Regions from separate parts of the Rattus norvegicus genome. Here region 1 is linked to region 2. A link is a contact called in public Hi-C data. All regions are on one chromosome and are shown on one strand. Each heading gives the region's core, a stretch centred on a gene start, on an enhancer-like site or on the middle of the called end of the contact. The rest is flanking DNA. Distances are from core to core; before and after follow the strand shown.

Region 1 (4,205 bases), core at 977-3,476, 50 kb before region 2:
AACAAGTAACTAAATAAACTCATACAATAACACTTCTTGGAGTCTCTCACTTTTCCTTATTAGTTAACCAGTATTACTGTTTTTGATGTGTGTGTGCTTATAGAGTGGTATACAGCCTAGGCTACACAGTAAAAGTCTGGGTTCAATAATAAAATATCACACACACATAGGAGTTGGCAAGTATCTTAGGTTGACCCTCATGAAATTATCCTTGTTTTAAGTAAAAATCTCCTTTATATGAGTTTTCGTGTCAGCTTTCTGTCACAGTGGAAAATCCCTGAGAAAGTAAAGGGAAGGAACAGAAGTTCATTTGGACCACAGCCATGGTCCACAGCTAGTTGGCTTCATTGCTTTTGGGCCTGAGCTAGACAGAACATCACATCAAACTATATGCAGCTAAACTCTTCATCTTGAGGTGTCTAGAAAACAGGATGGGTCAGGCTCCCAGTATCCTAGTAACCGACCTCCACTAGGTCACATCTAAAAAGCTCCACCACCTCCCAGAAGTGCCTTCAGATAGGAACCAAACCATTCAACCATGCACTTTAGGTGGGAGCACATTTAAGATCTGAACTGCAGAGATGAACCAGTGATGGAGTTTATTGAGTTACTTGTTCTGTTTTTTATCCTGTGTCCAACAGCAGGTGGGTGTTTGTTTAAAAGGCGTTCACTGCTTAGCACACTTGGTCACAGGGGGATGGCGAAACTGTTCTTAAATACCTAGACTTTCACACAGTGAAATGCTAGTTTGAAAATCTTTTTATTTTCTAATTTAGACTCACATGTATCTGGGTAGCACACATCTGCAAACGCAGCATTTAGGAAGCTAAGACAGGAGGACTATAAATTTTAGGCAAGCCTGGGCTACACATAAAGACTCTGTCTTTTTTTTGGTTCTTTTTTTTTTTTTTTTTTTTTTTTGGAGCTGGGGACCGAACCCAGGGCCTTGCGCTTACTAGGTAAGCGCTCTACCACTGAGCTAAATCCCCAGCCCCTAAAGACTCTGTCTTAAATAATAAAATAAGGAATCACATGGCTCTCCCTGTTTCTAATTTCTCATGTATAAAAGACAGTACGAATCACCGTAACATGTCTTTTGATAAATGCATCATGAATGGCTTATGTGATCTCCACATGAAGTTTAGTGTTCATTCCTATATTAATTGGTAGCATAATGGTTTCCTAGTTCAGATAAAATAATAAAGGATATTTTAATCTCATTTTCAGTCTCAAATACTGTATGCTAAAGTGATTTATATATGTGTGTATGTATATATGCATATGTGTAATGACTATATCATTTGATGTGGGAGATAATGTGGATAATGAAAATAAATCTATAGTCAAAACTTGTTTTGTGTGTGTGTGTGTGTGTGTGTGTGTGTATGAGCAAATGTATTTGTTTCTGAGTTTTCTACCCAATAATGATGTCTGAATTGTGATTTTTAGAAAATAAAAACATCTAAATGCTTAGTATACTTTAAATAAAGAAAAACCCCACGCTTCATGTAGACAGAGTTACATATTAATATTTTAAAACATGATTTTTGGAACTTAACTTTTCTAAGTGTATATGAGGCTGAGGGATCTTCTCAGAAGGGGAGGTGGGAAGATCCTAAGAGCCAGAGGTGACAAAGCCAGTGTCTCCAAGGAGACAGCGTCTTCCAGACATAACAGGACTTACACACACACACACACACACACACACACACACACACACACACACACACACATACACGTTCAAAGAGACTGTGGCAGCATATACAAATGGCTTTGTCACAGTTCTCCTGAGAATTTATATTATCAGATCCACTGGTTACACCATTGTAAGGGTCACCATAGGCCTGAGCTCTGCTTCAACCGTTGCTCCGTCCAGTTTTGTAAGTTCAAGTCATTACTTGTACATTTTACATAGTCTATAAGGAAATTGTTTTTTAAACCCTGTGGTGCACCTGACCATTAGTTTCACATCAAAATGCCTTTTCTCCACAAACTTACATAACATTTATGAGTTACGAAGATGTGCAGAGATTAGTAAGGGCTCTAAAGAACGTGGCTTATTTCATAACTTTGAAACTTGGACCGCGCTTTAGGGGTGCCACCTACCGCAGCTCCCTCCTTTCTTAGTGAAATCCTGCCCATTTGCGGTTTGGAAACGTGTGGGCGTGGTTCCCTGGGCTGCTCCTGACCTCTGTATGGGCGCGGTTCCCCTGGCTGCTCGTGACCTCTGCTCACACCTTGGTCTGCCTTGCCCTCGCCCACACTGAAGGGACATGAATCAGATTTTTGACACGTTGTAAAGCTCGAGTCACCACTGCCGAAGTCCTCAGCGTTCAAAAACTTGTGAAACGCTGCATGTCTAGCAAAATTTACTTTTTTTATGGGAATATAAATTTTTGTTGAGGTAAGCTCTGTTTATTTGGGGAAAGAGGAGGAGAAAATGAACCAGTGATTAAACGTTTATTGTGCTTATGTCTCTGTCTCTCTGTCTCTCTGTCTCTCTCTCTCTGTCTCTCTCTCTCTGCTTGTCTGTAAAAGAGGTTGCTTCTGGAAGACTTTTTAATATTGCACGTCCTTATATGAAATAGCAGATTAAACTTTCATTACAGTCTTTGTACTAAGACAAGAGCTTGCAGTCACAATGTAAGGATTAAATGCATTATCTGCTGCTCTAGTTTAATGTCTTTGTTTCTGTAATGGCAACAAACTTCACTCATAAGCATGTCTCATTTGCCTTGCCCTGCCAAATCTCAGACACCATTTTAAAGAAGGGCATTTGTCAATTGATTGACAGCTTCTACCTTCCAATCGTGGACGTGCTCTTGTACAAGTTTTAAAGCTGTAGCTGAGGGGCTTCAATGCTTTTCGAGATTTTTCTGTAGAATGGCCATTTTCAACAAGTTGAAAAGTTGGGAGGTCACGGGTTCTCGGTGGAAGTTAGGCTTCTGAGGGCTTCGTGATTTAAAAGCACAAATGTCTGTGGAGGTGACTCAGCTGAGCGTGTGCATTTGCAAGCAAGATGCTGTGCCACCGTTCTCACCCAATGCTAACCTTTCACCATCGGTCTTCTGTTTTACCTGTTAAGGTTTCAGCACCGTCTTTGTGTCTAAGATGCTCACATCCTGTCATGCATGTTTAATTTTCAACATTTTAGAGATTTGCTGATAGAACGTTTGGCACGTTATAATGTCCTCCAAACAGGATAACTTCCCCTAAAATGTAAATTTTAAATTATTTTAGGTGCTGTTTCAACCCTAATCCTCCCACCAAGAATGAAACTATTTGAAAATTAAGATGCCAACAGGTAATTTCTTGTAAGTTCATACTTTCTGTCTATGTGTGAGTTTATTTAGTAAGAAAATGACAAATGTATATTAATATAAAGCTATACTGTCTCCCATACAAAGCCTTCCAAAAACATTAAGTAGTTTAGCTTTGAGAGACCTATATAACATAAAGCTATTTAATTTTTTTACTTATGTTTTATTGTTTTTTTCTTTTTACAAAGTGACAGATTCTAGCTTTCTATCTCGTATCAACATCTCAAACACTAAGTGAATGAAATGAGAATAAAATGAGCCAAGAGGTAGTAATTCAGGTTAGGTGAGTAGTGTTGGGAGTTGAATTATGAAGAGACATGGCTTTGTATAAAAAAGAAAAGGGAATCTGAAGAAAACAAGTTTGAGCCAGTTTATTTTTGTTTCTTTAACACTAAATTCTTTGTGTTTTTTTCTTCTTTAGTATTGTATACCTTTTTTTTTATTTTTTACTTTCATAGTTGCAATCTGAAACTGAAACCAGTTTTTGTTGTTTCTAAAGTAAAAGGAAAATTTAAACTTTTCAAATTCAGACTGGAGATTTCTAGCTCTTTGCAATTATATGTTAAGAGGTATCAATATTTTAGAATTCAATATACTAGCACGTTTTCTTAACGGCATATCATTTTGTAATGCCAAGTTGGATGTCAAATGGAGGTAATGCCATTTTCCTCTTCACATGAGGTGATCCTGGCTCACGTCCTAGGCAGAAACAGTCAGGAACTAGCAGCATGCAATTTTAAAGCAATGGTATGTTCTAATTAAGGAGAAATTCTCGATTTTCCCATGTGAAAGAGAAAGTAAAGCTGGAGAAAAGGTAGGGAAAGAAGAGAGAGAGAGAGAGAGAGAGAGAGAGAGAGAGAGAGAGAGAGAGAGAGAACGAGAACA
Region 2 (3,928 bases), core at 9-2,508:
AGCTGAAATGGTGAGCGTTGTTTCAAATGACGCTGCCTGTCTCAAGGGAAAAAGGCAGGAAATAATAGAGGAAGACAACTTCCTCAGACCGCTAAACCAGCAAATGTGCTAATCACACACGCGTGCTTGCACTGGCAGAGAGGGAGGAAACAGGAGCCTAGCATGGCTGCCCTCCTACAGAGGCCCCACAAGCAGCTGAAAGAGTCAGATGCAGATACTTACACCCAGCCAATAGTCAGAAGCCAGGGACCCCTGTGGTTGAATTAGGGAAAGGCTGGAGGAAGCTGAGGAGGAGGGCGACCCCATAGGAAGACCAGCAGTCTCAACTGACCTGGACCCCTGAGATCTCTCAGACACTAAACCACCAACCAGGCAGCATACAGGAGCTCTGGTCTGAAGCCCCCAACACATATACAGCAGAGGATTGCCTGGTCTGGCCTTAGTGAGAGAAGACAGCCCTAATACTAGAGAGACTTGAGGCCCCAGGGAATGGTGTGGCCTGGTGGGGTGGGGATGGGATGGGGTGGGGCGAGGACATCCTCTTGGAGACTGGATGGGGGGAAGATATGGGATGAGAAACAGTTGGAGGGTGGACTGGAAGGGGAATAATGACTGGGTTGTAAAAAAAAGATTAAATAATAATAATCATAATAATATTTTTAAAAAGAAAAGAATGTTTAATAAACAAAAACAAATAGTTCTCTATCCGTTCTGACCGATTGGTGGTTGAGAGTGCTTCGACCTGCAGCCTTGGGCTTTCTGTAACTCAGGAGATGATTCTACCTGAATGATGAGGCCCAAAGTGTCCCCCACCCCCAGTGCTAAAACTTCATCTGAAATTGGCATTTTAGGACTAAAGGTCCGGGTGCTTTTGAAAAATGCCATTTTGGCACGGCTACATGACGTTGATTCGTTTTCACTAACATAATACGTTGGGGTTGAAATATTGAAAAAATAAAGAAACTTTGTACATTTTGATTTTCATTTTAATATTTAGAACAGTCTTTAAAATTCACATGGCCACAAATTATAGCCTGGATAAGGTTATAATCAGACAACCCAAGGCTGATGAAGTTTAGGTTCAAAATGATTTTTCTATTGTCGTGAATTAAAGTTGTTCACTAAGGCCATCCCATATTACACAAATGGGTCCACAATGGCGGGAGTTATCTCTTTACAGATACACCGCCCTATGGCTCAGTATCAATGTCACACTTGTAGGCTCAGCTCAGCAGCACCCACAGTGCCACCGCCACCTCTGCGGGCAGGTTGGCTAAGGTGGGGGAGGGGTACAACGCTAGGGCAGTTCTCCACTGTTAGGTAGCTCTAAAGAGAGAATGTGCTTCCAAATATTCCAGGCTAATTCTCTTTCGGACTCTCCTGACATGCTTTCGAGTTACCCACTTCTCATTTGTATTTCTCTTCTCTTTGATGCCAGGAAGGGCCACCTTCAGAGAGCCAGTTCAGTCCAGTGTGAGATCAGCCTGGTGGAGACAGGCAATACCAGTGCCCGCCACAGTGAGTAAAGTCCAAATGGGCTGTTGTGTACAGACTTGTGCTCTCGGCCATCAAAGAAGGGAGACTAAAACTTCCCCTCAATTTCGGGCTTGTTGTTATTTTTCACATGAGAATACTTTTCTTTTTCCTTTTCTCTTTTCCCTATTTGTTTGCTTTTTAAGACAGGGTTTCTCTGTGTACCCTGGCTGAGCCCACTCTGTAGACCAGGCTGGCCTTAGAGACCTGCTTACCTCCACCTCCTGAATGCTGGGATTAAAGGCATGGGGCACCACCGCCCGGCAGATTAGCTTTTTATTAGCAGTGTGACAAAAGTAATATTTTTTCACAAAATAAATGTGACATTATATGAATTTCAGCACGTGAAGTGATCCCCTCAGCTGTAATGTGCTACAGCAGATCTGAGGAACAGTGTTCTAGAGCCATTCTGGCATGAGCTATGCTGGGAGGCTGGGGCAGAGAATTACCTTAGGATAGGAGTGAGAGAATCTCTGGGAAAACCATAGACAAGTCAGTGTTTTCAAGCTGTTTTAAGATTTCTGGAAAAGTAAGACAGTGTGCACTGGATGCTCTTCCTCTTAGTTGAAAGCAACGAAAAATGAACAAACCATATGAAGCATCAGTTGACCTCTGCTCTCAGTATGTAGTTGCATCTGTGTACACACACACACACATGCATACACACATGCATACATGTGCACACATACACATGCATGTGCTCACACACATGCATACACATGGGCACACACATGCATATACATGTACAAACATGCACACACAAATGCACATGCACACACACTCATGTGTGCAAACCAACATACACATGTGTGCACATGGGCACACATGGCACACATGAACTCACACACATACACACATGCACACACACACACACAAGCACACATACACTAAAGTGAAATAAATCTCGTTTTTAAATGCTGGGCTTGGTGGCATGGTTCTAGACTCCTACTCAGGACAGGAATTAGCAATATCAACAACAAAATTAGGTAGCATTTCTAGCAATACTACAGATAAGGCAACAGGAAAAGAGCTGGCATAATTTAGGTTAAATGGACAAATCCTTTAAAGAACAAAAACTACCAAAGAAAGGGCTAACTTGAGGGGCCAGGTCTGCGGCTCACGTGTCAAGGTGCCCTGGTTCTGTCCTTAGCATTACATAAACCCAGGCTCTGTTATGCCTGCCTATAATACCATGAGAAGAAATACAGACAGGAAGATCAGAAGTGCAGGATATCCTCAGCTACAATGAGGCCAGCCTGGGCTCCATGGAACCCTGTTTCAAAAAATAAAATAAAATCTAGAGAGTAATATGAAAAGTTTTTTTTTAAATTAAAATTCAAATAGTTCTATATTCATTGATCGAATTTGTGTAGAAACTTTTCTTCAATGACAGTCCAGGCTCAAATATCTGACCTTATGCCATACTTCCACTGAAGCAACAACCATTCTCCATAAACTCATTTAGAAATACTGGAGAGTACAGAATATGAGACAAAGATGGCAGTTCAGTGCTGTTGCAAGGTTAGTAATATTAAGAGGTAAAATATATTTCCATATATTGGAGACTGCTAGATATAAAAACCTTAAAAGCAATGCATTTTTGTAACAGCGTCTCAACGTATACAGGGATAGGGCTAACAAAAGCAGTAGAAGGCCTGTGGTAGTCTGAGTGACAATAACCCCCATAGGCTCCTGTGCTTGAATATTTGGCTCCAAGCTGGTGGAACTGCTTGGGAAGGATTACTGGGGGTGGCCTTGTTGGAGGAGGTGTGTCACTGTGGTTGGACTTTGAGGTTTTTAAAGATTATGCGATTCCCAGTGCGTTCTCTGTCTCCTGCTCGTGGATCCAGATGTGAGCTCTCAGCTGTATTCCAGATGATGTCTGCAGCTTGCTGATGTGCTTCTCTGCCATGTTGGACTCTTGACCCTCTGGAGCCATTATAAGCCAAGCAAAGCCTTCTTCCTGTACATTACGTTGGCTACAGCATCTTATCACATCGGCAGAAAAGTAACAAATAGAGATCTGTACTGTGAAATCTGCGGCAGTGCTGAGAAAAGAGAAAAGACAGCCCCAATTAGTTATGGGGTAGTCAGTTCTCCTTGACATGAGTTTTCCCAGAGACTGGTGCCTCCCAATAAACTGCAGCAGGCGTTTTTGTGGTAGCCGACAGGGTGACTGTGACACACCACTGGGAATACGCAGGGCCCGGGGCAAGGAAGCAGTGATTCGACGGCACATTGAGGGCTTAAACTACCTACATCCAACTAATGGCAAATCTGACGTAGTTGAGACAGCATGTGAAGAGGAATGCAGGGCTCCAGGCGCCGGTGCCCACACAGCAGTCTAACAGGATGCTGCAATGGTCACAGAGCCACATGCAAGAAATAAATTCAT

What was found. Hi-C and Micro-C count contacts between places; a contact is called where the count stands out from the background.
Region 1: a Hi-C map of liver shows a contact between it and region 2, with 1.9 times the contacts expected there. The contact joins the promoter of Nrg4 here to the enhancer-like site in region 2. A contact is called at or near these places in 2 of 12 Hi-C or Micro-C datasets (kidney and liver).

Annotation. Positions count from the first base shown.
Region 1 is chr8:64,553,194-64,557,398 of GRCr8, reverse strand. It overlaps Nrg4 (neuregulin 4), which reads left to right and starts at 2,226. Exons shown (of 7, transcript NM_001191109.3): 1 at 2,226-2,404; 2 at 3,241-3,304. The coding sequence starts at 3,295.
Region 2 is chr8:64,502,636-64,506,563 of GRCr8, reverse strand. It overlaps Nrg4 (neuregulin 4), which reads left to right. Exons shown (of 7, transcript NM_001191109.3): 5 at 1,439-1,518. Among named protein-coding and RNA genes, the nearest start is that of Fbxo22, 29 kb to the right of the region's middle. Within about 2 kb of position 1,258, at least 3 of the 93 cell types and tissues checked have an H3K27ac peak or open chromatin away from gene starts, as enhancers often do. A contact at or near this core is called in liver, where this site is marked.